2 separate regions of the Mus musculus genome follow, and region 1 is linked to region 2. Evidence: chromatin contacts called from public HiCAR-type data. All regions are on one chromosome and are shown on one strand. The core of a region is the stretch at or near the end of the contact, and the rest is flanking DNA. Distances in the headings are between cores, read along the strand shown. Region 1 holds the start of Pus10 (pseudouridylate synthase 10). Region 2 holds the start of Mdh1 (malate dehydrogenase 1, NAD (soluble)).

Region 1 (5,384 bases), core at 2,150-4,649, 2.1 Mb after region 2:
ATACAGAGCTCCATAGCTACAGAGAAATCCAGAAAATGAAACAGATTTTAAATGTAAAGACAAGGATTTCTCAGCAAGTCATAGAAGACATAAAATCAGACTGAAAGGAAATTCCAAAGAAAACAAAAACCTTTCAATCTATGAACTCAATGGCTGGTTTAATTAGATACAGGTTATATTAAAAAAAACAAATCAAGGCTTAGGGCTAAGGAGTTGGCTGAGAAGGCGAAGTCCTTGTTGTGTAAGGACTGAGTTTGGATCCTCAGCACTTTCATGGAGACATGTTTCTATACTCCAGAGATGAGGAAACAGGAGGTTCCCAGGGTCTCGCCTGCAAACAGTCCAGTCTAGGCTAGTCCCAGGTTCAGTGAGACCCTACCTCAAAATTTAAGGTGTAAGGTAGACAGTGACAGGGGAGGACGCCTGAGGTTGACCTTTGGCCTCTAGACACAGATCTGTGAGCGTACTAACCGCCCCCCTCTCCCGGCCCTGCACCTTAGCCAGGTAGTATTGTCATTCATGCCTGTAACCTGGGAGGCTGAGAAAAGAGGATCTTGAGTACGAAGTCAACCTGGGCAATCTAGCTAGACTGTGTCAAAGATACAAAAGAAAAAGAAAAAGGAAAAGGAAAAGAAAAAAAACAAAGAAAAGGAAAAAGAAAAAAAAAGGACAAAAATTAAAAAGAGGGGAGTATAAAGAGACAACAAACAAGCAATATTTTAAGACAAAAAAAAAAAAAGCTGAAAAATTTCTGAAATTCATGAAAGATACCAAAGTCAGACCTAAGTATTCCTACAACTCCTACTCAGAATAAAAATGCATATAGAAGCCTAAAGTAGTTCAATGCTGAAAAACAACCAACCAACCAACCTACGTCAAACAATCAGAAAAATAGTGAAAGCAGCTGGCAGTGGTTCAGGGTGGGGACATTTTTAGGCAAGAATAAGAAATGACTGAAATTATCAAAAAGCTACCAAAAGCAAAAAGCCAGGAACAAAATTAGGTCTCTTGATGTTAAGACAGATGATCTCTAGATTCCTTGCTAACAACAGTAGGCATTTTTACAGTTCAAAGCACATTAGATAATGCTTCTTGTACCAGATACAATGTTTAGAGGTTCTTAGCCTGTGGTCATAACCCTCTTGGCAACCTTTTATCTCCAAAAATATTTACATTATGATTCCTAACAGTAGCAAAATTATATTTATGAAGTAGCAACAAAAATAATTTTATGATTGAGGTCACCATAACATGAAAAACTGTATTAAAGGGTTGTAGCATTAGGAAGATTGAGAACCACTGGTTTGAAGATGAGTGTTCAAACAATATTTAAAGGTATAATTATGTTAAAAACTTTGGTGAGTTAAGAAAAATTCAGAAGGCGATTGCCTGTAAGTCCCAACACTGCGGAAGTTTAGGTAGAAAGACCACTGGGAGCTCAAGGCTACCCTGTCTCTCTGGCAAGACATCTGTCTAGGAAGAAAGAAAGAAAGACACACAGAAAGAAAGGAATAAAAGACAGAAAAAAAAAGAGAAATGAATAAGTGATTTCTTAAATACTTTGAGTACTGCATACTGTAGGTACTGAAATGGATGGAAAAATACAGATTATACGTGTATAGTTATATCACAGAGGACCTAGGTATTATATAAAATCTTTTTTTTCTTTTTTTTGGTTTATTTATTTTATTTTCAATATATAGCTATCTTCAGACACACCAGAAGAAGGCATTGGATCTCATGCCTTCTTGGATCACAACTCATGGTTGTGAGCCACCATGCTGTTGCTGGGAATTGAACTCCAGACCTCTGGAAGAGCAGTCAGTGCTCTTAACTGCTGAGTCATCTTTCCAGCCAGCCCCAATAAAATCTTAAAGAGAAAAATCATCTACCTAAAGAAATAAAATGTTAACTTTTCAATAAAAAAATTTTCAGTGCAAAATTTTCTCATTAAAAAACTGATATAAAGACAAAAGTATAATTTAAAAAAGGAATCCAATATCACATAGGAACATAAATCTTAAAATAATACAGAATCCAGGACAGTATATTAAAAAAAGGAAGCTAAGTAGGTTCATTTAAAAATGCAAGATAAGTTCAACATTAATGGAATAACCCATAATTGCATACCATTAGTAAAACAAATATAAACAGGTACAGAAAACAATCATAAAATTTAAGGCACATACAACAAAACAACAACAAACCCAGAAGGCTAAGTAATGTTCAGAGAAGTTTAACGGGATAGCAAAGAACACACTTAGAAACATTCTAATGAAAGTATCACCAATAAGTGTTGCTTTAACACGAAAAATACAGCTTATCACTCTAATTGTATCTATTAGTTACTGTGCCCAAGTGTTTTAGTACTTTTAAAAGAGCACCAGATTTTCCAATAAGAGAAAAGTACTCCAACGTACAGAGATTTTTACGCGCCAGGAAAACGTACAAACTTGCTCTGAAATCATGTCGCCTGGATTAAGGTATCTATTTATCCAAAGAAAACACAGGTTCCTGAAACTCTAATTCTGTTTTAAATTTTTAAAAGTTGCAGACCCATTTGTTACTGATTTAAATCAAAGCAAATAAAAACTTTATAGGCCTTAGACGACAGTCACACACACAATTTTGTACACAAAGGCTACCCACAGACCTCGAATTCCTGTCTTAGAATTCTTTCAACCCTCAACCTAAACGTTAAGTTATGCTAGAAAAGAAAGCCAAGGGTAAGAGCTTGGATTCCATGTTGCGTAAACGTGACCTTTGGGTCGTTCAACCAACTTCTGGAGAGGCTGTAAAGCTTTTCCATGACTTTTGCTCTCTATCCTTGTCCTGGCTGGGCCAACGTCGCGCTCGGCAGCAGACCCAAGCTCGTCGCTTTGAAGCGGGTCAGGCTGTCCCGCCCCCCCATGTCCCGCAAAAGCGAAAAGGCAGGGAAGCGCCGCTTTTCTTTCTAGCTCCTGCATCCGTGGGGCCGGCGGGGCGCCCGGGGGAAGAACGGGCGGTCGTACAGCCAGCAGACTCCAGACCCGCTCTGCACTCGCCCCGGGCCGGCAGCGGGAAGCGACGCCTCCCCCCAATAACGGCTTCAACCGCCTCCTGCCAAGTCCCCGCTCTGGCCTCCAAAGTCGCGGCCCAAACACCTCACACTCACTGGTAAGTGGGGCCGGGGCCGGAGCCCGGCCCGGGGCCGGCCCCGGGAATTCTGCGAGACTCCCAGGGTTTGGGGGGCGGCGGCGGCTGGGAGGCCATCTCTCCGCCAGCTCCGCTCCGGCTCAGGGAAGCGACTGCGACGGCTGGGTGAAGGAGCGCCTCGCTTGCCAGGCACGACAGGCAGAACACCGAGCCCTCCGCCCCGCCCACGCCTGACGTCAGGCCAAGGCGTGTGGTCAGGCGAAGCTGGAGGAAGGAGGAAGGGAACAGCTAATTTGCTGGGGTGTGGGAGGGGGTCGGGAGTCGGGAGAGCGGGACGTCCCTCTTTCTTTTCCCTAGTCTGGGTTTCAAATTTGAGTAGGGGCTCATCGACGTTTCTGGCAGCAGCTACTACGACCTAGGTGCCGAGTCCGTCGGAGGCTCCTTTGCCGGCCGACCCTTTAAGGCTAGCAGTAAAGCCCCTCGCAGTCTTTCGTTCGTAGAGCTAGGGGGAGTGCAGGCTGCCAGGCGGACAGCCTTACAGGTCACCGTGTAAGACGAGGGGGTTCCTGCATTCCTCTCGTGAGGGGCCTGGTACTTTCGTTGTAAAGCTCTGGTTTTCTTGGGGAACACAACGGCTGAGCGCAGTAGGTGCGCTGTCTTTACTCTTCCCCGTTCCCACCCAGGGCCGAAAAGGGTTAAGACTCGGCTGCGGCATCTTGGGAGAAGGTAAGGCCTAGGAAGTACGAGGTGAGGGGTTAGGGACTGGGTGTCGAAGAGGCGTAGCTGCAGTCCCTTTTGTTTGTTAGTCAGGTGGAGTGAGTGGTAAGTTTCTAGAACCTCAGCACATAGAGTTAAGGGCTTGTTTGGCCAGAACAGAGCTTTCCCCTTACCTTTCCCCTACTCCCATGCCAGAGGACGAACTATGCCTGTGCAGGAGGAAATGCATTAAAAAAGATCTTATGGTGTGAAACTCAAGACTGTTTCAGCTACCCCCCTCTCCCCCGCTGGCTTTGATTCTCTATTTAGCCTAGGTTAGCTTTGAACTCATGGAGATCTTCTTGTTTCTTGTGTACTGAAATTATAAGCGTGAGCGCTTACACCTGGCAAGAAGATGCATTTTTACATAATTATTTCCAACTCCTCATAGACTCTTTACTTAACATTAAATTAATAGGTTAAGTGAACTGATAGACGGGATTATGAAACTGAAATAAATACTTGGCCACATGGAGTTTCTTGATTTTTTTTTCTTTAATAGAGTATATTCCCATATTGTAAGTACTTCCTTGAAAGGTTTACACAGGCAACCCTGAGTGGTCCCAAGTCCCGGAATCGGAAAGTTTTTAATGTCATGTCCAGAGCAAGCTTGTCTTTCTTTGTTCCTCTCCCCTGTAATCCACATACTCACTTAGTCAAGTTCATATTTTAGAATATAGATATGACAAGCAGTATTTGAAGGGTACAAAATAGAATTTTTCAAATGAAAGCTTTTCTTTTTAAGGACATAAATACAGCACGTAGCTGTAGAATACTGAAAGTGCTCATTTTAGTTTCTTCTAGTATGCTTCCACTGACTGAGGAGAACAAGCACGTGGCACAGCTGTTGTTCAGTTCTGGCACCTGTCCAAGATGCATCTTAAGATTCTGTGGTGTGGATCTTCCCGCACCTTACAAACACCCATCCAAGGTATATTCTTTTTAAATTAAAGAATGTTTTTTTATAGTTTGGAATGAATGTCACTAGCTTTGAGTCCTGTGAGTAACATATAATTCCACTAAAAAAGGAAGATTATCAGCTATTGGATGGGTCACACGGCCCCCAATGGAGGAGCTAGAGAAAGTACCCAAGGAGCTAAAGGGAACTGCAACCCTATATGTGGAACAACAATATGAACTAACCAGTACCCCGGAGCTCTTGTCTCTAGCTGCCTATGTATCAAAAGATGGCCTAGTCAGCCATCACTGGAAAGAGAGGCCCTTTGGACTTGCAAACTTTATATGCCCCAGTACAGGGGAACGCCAGGGCCAAAAAGGGGAAGTGGGTGGGTAGGGGATTGGGGGGGTGGGTATGGGGGAACTTTTGGGATAGCATGGGAAATGTAAACGAGGAAAATACCTAATTAAAAAAATATCAAAAAAAAGAAGGAAGATTAATAAAATTATTCCTACAAAGGTAATTTTGAAACTGCAATTACCTTAAAAACTTGATGTAGGAATATAACTATTTTCAGGTAACTATCATTTAACAG
Region 2 (5,273 bases), core at 1,624-4,123:
TGTAAATGAATAACATAAGGGTGAAGCTAAAAGGTAGTCAAAAAAAAAAAAAAAAAAAAAAGATAAAACAAAAACAAAAGCACACTGCCACCAGGCATGGTGACGTGTGGCGGCAATCCTAGGGCTGATAGGGGAACAGGAAGTTGAGATTTCTAAGAGTAAGGCCGGTGTGGGCTACTGTGAGACTCTAAAACAACAAAAGATCACCACTGCCCAAAGCCCCCAAGTTCAACTTGAACAACGTGAGGGAAGCTGGGTAAGAACGGAGGGGAAAGTGCCAATCTCCTCTTAAAGTTCAACCTAGTCTAGCTGATGGCCAGGACAGTATTATGTAGCCATTTATTAAAAACGTGTTCCCAGTATCACAGCCTGTAGTGAAGAGGCTGTGGCCAAGAATCAACAGTTAATTCTATCCTAGCAGTTTCCTTCTGTGCCTGGTGACTTCCGGCTTAAGGGGTTACCTTAGTATTTGAAGGTCTGATGATGAAGTAGGTAAAGGAGACACCAGTTTGGTTCCTCCTGCTTTCCTGAGATACTGCAGTTGAGAAGCAGGGGGGAGGAGAGCCTCACTGACTTGTCACACACAGTGTAACAGTGCCAGTGTGGGTTACTATTCTCTGCTCAGATATCTGGGCATGTTGCCAACACCCAAAAAGGAATGGCTTCTCTCTTGCGGGGCATTAATGACCTTCCTGCGGTTACAGGCTGCTTTGAGAATGTATTGTTTAGTTGTAAAGCTTTAAGTTTTCCCTCTGTTATTCCCCAGAATAGCATTCTCTTTTTACTTTCTATTTGCACATTTTTCTGCAATATAAAAGACAAACAGTATCATTCAGATTCCTCTAGGTGTCCTTAGCTGATTCCCCTATGGACAATGACAGAGTTCCTTTTAAAAAGGATTTGAATTGTCAAAAAAAAAAAAAAAAGGACAGCTTTTTTTTTCTTTCTTTCTTTTTTTTTTTTTTTTTTTTTTCTTTTCTTTTTTTATGAGACAGGGTCTCCCTGTGCAGCCCTGGCTGGCCTGGAACTTAGTATGTAGTCCAAGCTGGTTTTGAAATCACAGAGCCTCCCAAGAGCTGGGATTTAGGACGTGTACCACCACGGTGACTGGAACTGACAGGTCTTTTCTAAAGCAGCAATTTGCTTGCATCCTCTTCCCAGGAGGCAAGATGGTTATGAATCATGTGAGACTGCAACATCACAGAACTCTTCTACCTGGAACAACTCATGTCTTCTGGCCCAGATGTGACCTTCTAAGGGTGAGGCCAGTTCCATCTAGTGAATAACAAACTCTACACTCTAACTAGGGGCCCTGGATCTCTCTGACCTTGGGAAATCAAGGACCATGACAGGCTGTTTTAAGATTAGATGAAACAATCCTTAAATGCCCCTTTAACTTCAGAATTTCAACACTCTGAATGACATGTAACAAAGCTATCAGATGTTACATGCTGATTCTGTGGACTTATTTCCTAAAGGGGATTATGAAGTGATTTGCCAAACACATAATACAATCCTGGTAAATGGGAAGAACAAGAGACCCTAGGTGCAAGCCTTATGACCTTGAGCAACTCGCATTCTGAGTCTCAACAAATTAAATTTTAGTATTTAAAGTGGGGTTTTGGATAAGATGATTGTAAAAAGGTTTTCATATAGGCCTAACAGCCTAAAGTCTGAAGTTCTTGGATAACTAGTGCCACTTTATTACTAAAATTATTAAGACAGAGACTGCTTAAGCCATAATTTAAATAACTACTTATGTGTCAAAATAACTAGGCAACAATGACTGGAAATTAGTAATTATTCCCTTAGGGTTTCTTATAGAGATTGAGGGAGTTTTTGTCCTTGTTTGAAAACATGTCTCCTTGGGTTCTGTGAAATTTCCAATTCATCCAAAAATTTTCAATTCATCTCACATTTCCCATCTTGATATTAAAGGACAACACGTATTTTTAAAATGTAAATTTCAAAGTACTTAGCAATTTCCAGTCTGGTGGCAAATGTCACCTTCAAACAGCATGAAGATTAGTCCTACGTCAGAGCTCTCTTTCACGTCACCCCCCTCCGCCCGCTGAGGACAAGATAGATCTAGAGCTTCAACAAGATGGTTACGTTACATCTGCAAGGAGGCCTTCAGAATTTATGACAGAGTAGTAAAGAATATCGGCACTGTTTGACTAGCGATGCTAGTCCTGTCATTACAAACGGAGATCAAGAATAGGTTTTCAGTAACATTTGTTTTCTTTTAAATCAAATATGGTGGAAACATGTCTCCTGAAAACTGGGATCATAACCTGGAGCACTACCGGTAAATCAACATCAGAGGCCTATTCTTTCCAAGAGCTTAAGAGGCAAAATAGTGTTAGGACCTAATTCTTCCCCTCCCATAATTCTCATCCCCCACAACAAATCCTTTAAGGTCCTTCGGAGAAAATTTTGTCCCTCCTGCGCAAGGACTGAGACCCGACTTTCCAAGGACAGTGATTTCTCTAGAGTCCTTGCGAACCCCTTTCCAGTATCTGGGTTACTGCGACAGTCGTGAGAATGAGTCAGATTTTGCAAACCGCGCGGAGGACAGCTCCCGGCATTACTGCTTTTTAAAAGCGCATCAAGCGCAGGAGGAGGCCGAGAGGCCGGAGCTGCTGCAGGTTCCAGGAGCCCACACTCACCATTATTGCAAACTGCAAGGCCGATCTCTGCACCTGCAAAAGGCAGTCTCCAGCAGTCAGGTCACCTCTACAGCGGAACAGACTCTGGGAGAGAACGCGGGGCTGGCCCGCAAAGGTTCGGCTGGAGACACGGCCCTTTCTGGGAAGTGTAGTTCTTCCGGCGACCTCTGGCGCCCACCTTCGTGCATTCCTGACAGTGCTAAACTACAATTCCCCCAAACCCCTTCTTCCTACGCGCCTCGCTGCAAAGTAGTCCCGGGGCTGAGCCTCGGTGATTGGAGCGCGTCTGTGAGCAGAGGGTTGGTGCTTTGAGTGAGGCGCCTGCCTGATGGCGCTCAGCAATTGGCAGGAGAGGAGGCGTTAACTCGAGGGAGGAGAAACGACCCCTGAGCGACAGCACACGTCGCTCCACCGAGAATCTATCCTCCCCCAAGACTAAACAAGGGCGGCTAAGAGACCTTCCGTTGCTTAAAGCCCGCTCGACCCGGAAACAAAACCTTTTAAAAACTCTCTCAGAGGCGGGAGGAATTGACGCTTGCGGAAGAACGGGCAGCTTCACCGTTGCTAGGCGACGAGGCAGCCTCACCTGAGCGCTCTCCAGACCAAGAGCTTGTGGAGCTGTGTTCTCACGTCCCAGGCTGGTGAGCTCGGCCCCGAGGGTTTTTATCTGGGGGTCAGAACAGGGTGCGGCACTGATGCGCGTATCCTGAATCCGAAGCCGGTGGTTGTGGGCGACCTCCGGAGTCCCCTGTTAGTGTCAGGAGCGTGTGGATGCCACAGTTTTCAGGAGGGACGAAGAGTGTCTTGCAGTTTGAGTCAGTGTAACTTTTCCAAAGTAAAGTCAGAAAGTTTTGTTTGTGGAGTGAGCCCCTTCCTTGTGTTTACTTGTGGTGTACCGATCTAATTTTCTTTGCCGACTGTGAATATTGACACTTTTTGCTCATTCTCTTTTTGGAAACCTGTTACTTCCAGGGGAAGTTGGGAGACACTGATTGTTTCAGGCGAAATGTTAGCAGCTAAAACATCTCAAGAGGCTTTCATTTAAAATGAAAGTTGTTAAGGGAAATCTGTATTCTCCGTTTGTTGTACGGATATTCGAAAACATGTGCCTTGGAACAGACCAATGAATATGCTCTTGGTCTAACGTCAGAATTTTCTGTCACTATTAAATGGATGGTGGATGGCTTCAGTTTTGTTTTTGGAAGATTTAGTATTTGGAGAGAGAAATATGATGCCTTAGTCAGGGCTTCTATTTCTGCGATGAAACACCATGACCAAAAGCAGGTTAGGGGAAAGGATTTATTTGGCCTACTCTTCCACATTTTGGCCCATCATTCGAGGAACTCAGAATAAGTAGGAATATGGAGGGCATGAGCTGTTGCAGAGACCATGGAGGAGTGCTGCTTATTGGTTTGTTCCTCATGGCTTGCTAAGTCTGCTTCTTTATAGAACCCAGGACCACCAGCCCAGAGATGGCAGCACCCATAAAGGACTGGGCTCTTCCCCATCAATCTGTAATTAAGAAAATGCCCTATGGGCTTGTCTACAGCCCGATCTTTATGGTGGAAGCATTTTTCTTTTCAATTGAGAATTCCTCTTAACTTAAGACTGACTGTAGCTTGTGTCTGGTTGACATAAAACTAGCCACTTCTGGGTCCAATAGCATTTAGGTTTCAATAGACTGTAGGGTACTTGAATGACTCCTAGAATCACTTTATTCATTTGATGCCTTAATTTTGTTCTTGAGCACTGATCTTTTTATAATGGAATGCTTCCTGTGTCTCTGTCCACATTTAGTTCATTTGTGGGTTGCATTTCTAAATGTTACCTCTGTGTCAGGGACTCTCAAATTCCAGGGCATGTCTCTGTAGTTTCTGTTTCTTCTTGGTTTTCTAATAGGCATTAGTTCTGTTACTTTATAGTACTTCCTACTGAACAACCATATGTGCAAATATCACACTCTAGAGATAGCATGACTTGCCTCCAGTTTCACTTGATGGTTGAGGGAGAGATTACAGGATTTTCAAGTGAAGAGAGAAGGGCTGGAGCTGATTTGATAGTGATTGTTCTAATCTGCTCTGGGACTTTAGGATAGCAGTTTTAGTTACTGCCTTTCAGGAACCACTGTAGCATGAAACAAAACTCTGTAATTCCTAATGGTAACATGGTGGTCTGGTGAGTAATTGTTGAAAGATGTGCTCTGTTTTGGTGGGCTGGTTAGTTTTCATCAGTTTAACACAAACTTGAGTCACTGAGAGGGAGAGAATCTCCCGAGTTCTGGGATTAAAGGCGTGTGCCACCACTATTGCTGGCTGTTTTAGGGTTATTATTGCAGTAACTTAGGGAGGAAAGGGTCTTTTTGGCTCATGTGTCCACATTATGTCATTGTTCATCATTGAAGGAATCAAGACAGGAGTTCAAATATATGGTAGCTGAACAAATCAGTAAGCAGAATTTTTCTATGGTCTTTGCTTCAGTTTCTGCCTTGGGTTCCATTAGTGGTAAAGTGTGTCATGGAAGTGTAAGCTGAAGTAAACCCTTTCCTCTCCCTGGTAGGAGAAAGTCATCACCCAGAGCAGAGCTTATCCTCAGAGTTAGATTATC

What was found. HiCAR-type assays count read pairs that join an accessible place to other places.
Region 1: a contact with region 2 is called in a HiCAR-type map of astrocytes, with 3 times the contacts expected there. The contact joins the promoter of Pus10 here to the promoter of Mdh1 in region 2. A contact is called at or near these places in 3 of 39 promoter capture datasets (the C10 cell line, hippocampal neurons and liver) and 1 of 115 datasets of contacts at active chromatin or transcription factors (astrocytes).

The regions. Positions count from the first base shown.
Region 1 is chr11:23,662,593-23,667,976 of GRCm38.p6, forward strand. Pus10 (pseudouridylate synthase 10) reads left to right here and starts at 3,400. Exons shown (of 18, transcript NM_028304.3): 1 at 3,400-3,861; 2 at 4,686-4,822. The coding sequence starts at 4,697. It overlaps Pex13 (peroxisomal biogenesis factor 13), which reads right to left and starts at 3,291. Exons shown (of 4, transcript NM_023651.5): 1 at 3,155-3,291. The coding sequence starts at 3,252.
Region 2 is chr11:21,569,061-21,574,333 of GRCm38.p6, forward strand. Mdh1 (malate dehydrogenase 1, NAD (soluble)) reads right to left here and starts at 2,874. Exons shown (of 9, transcript NM_008618.3): 1 at 2,670-2,874. The coding sequence starts at 2,672. It overlaps Wdpcp (WD repeat containing planar cell polarity effector), which reads left to right and starts at 3,221. Exons shown (of 18, transcript NM_145425.3): 1 at 3,221-3,310.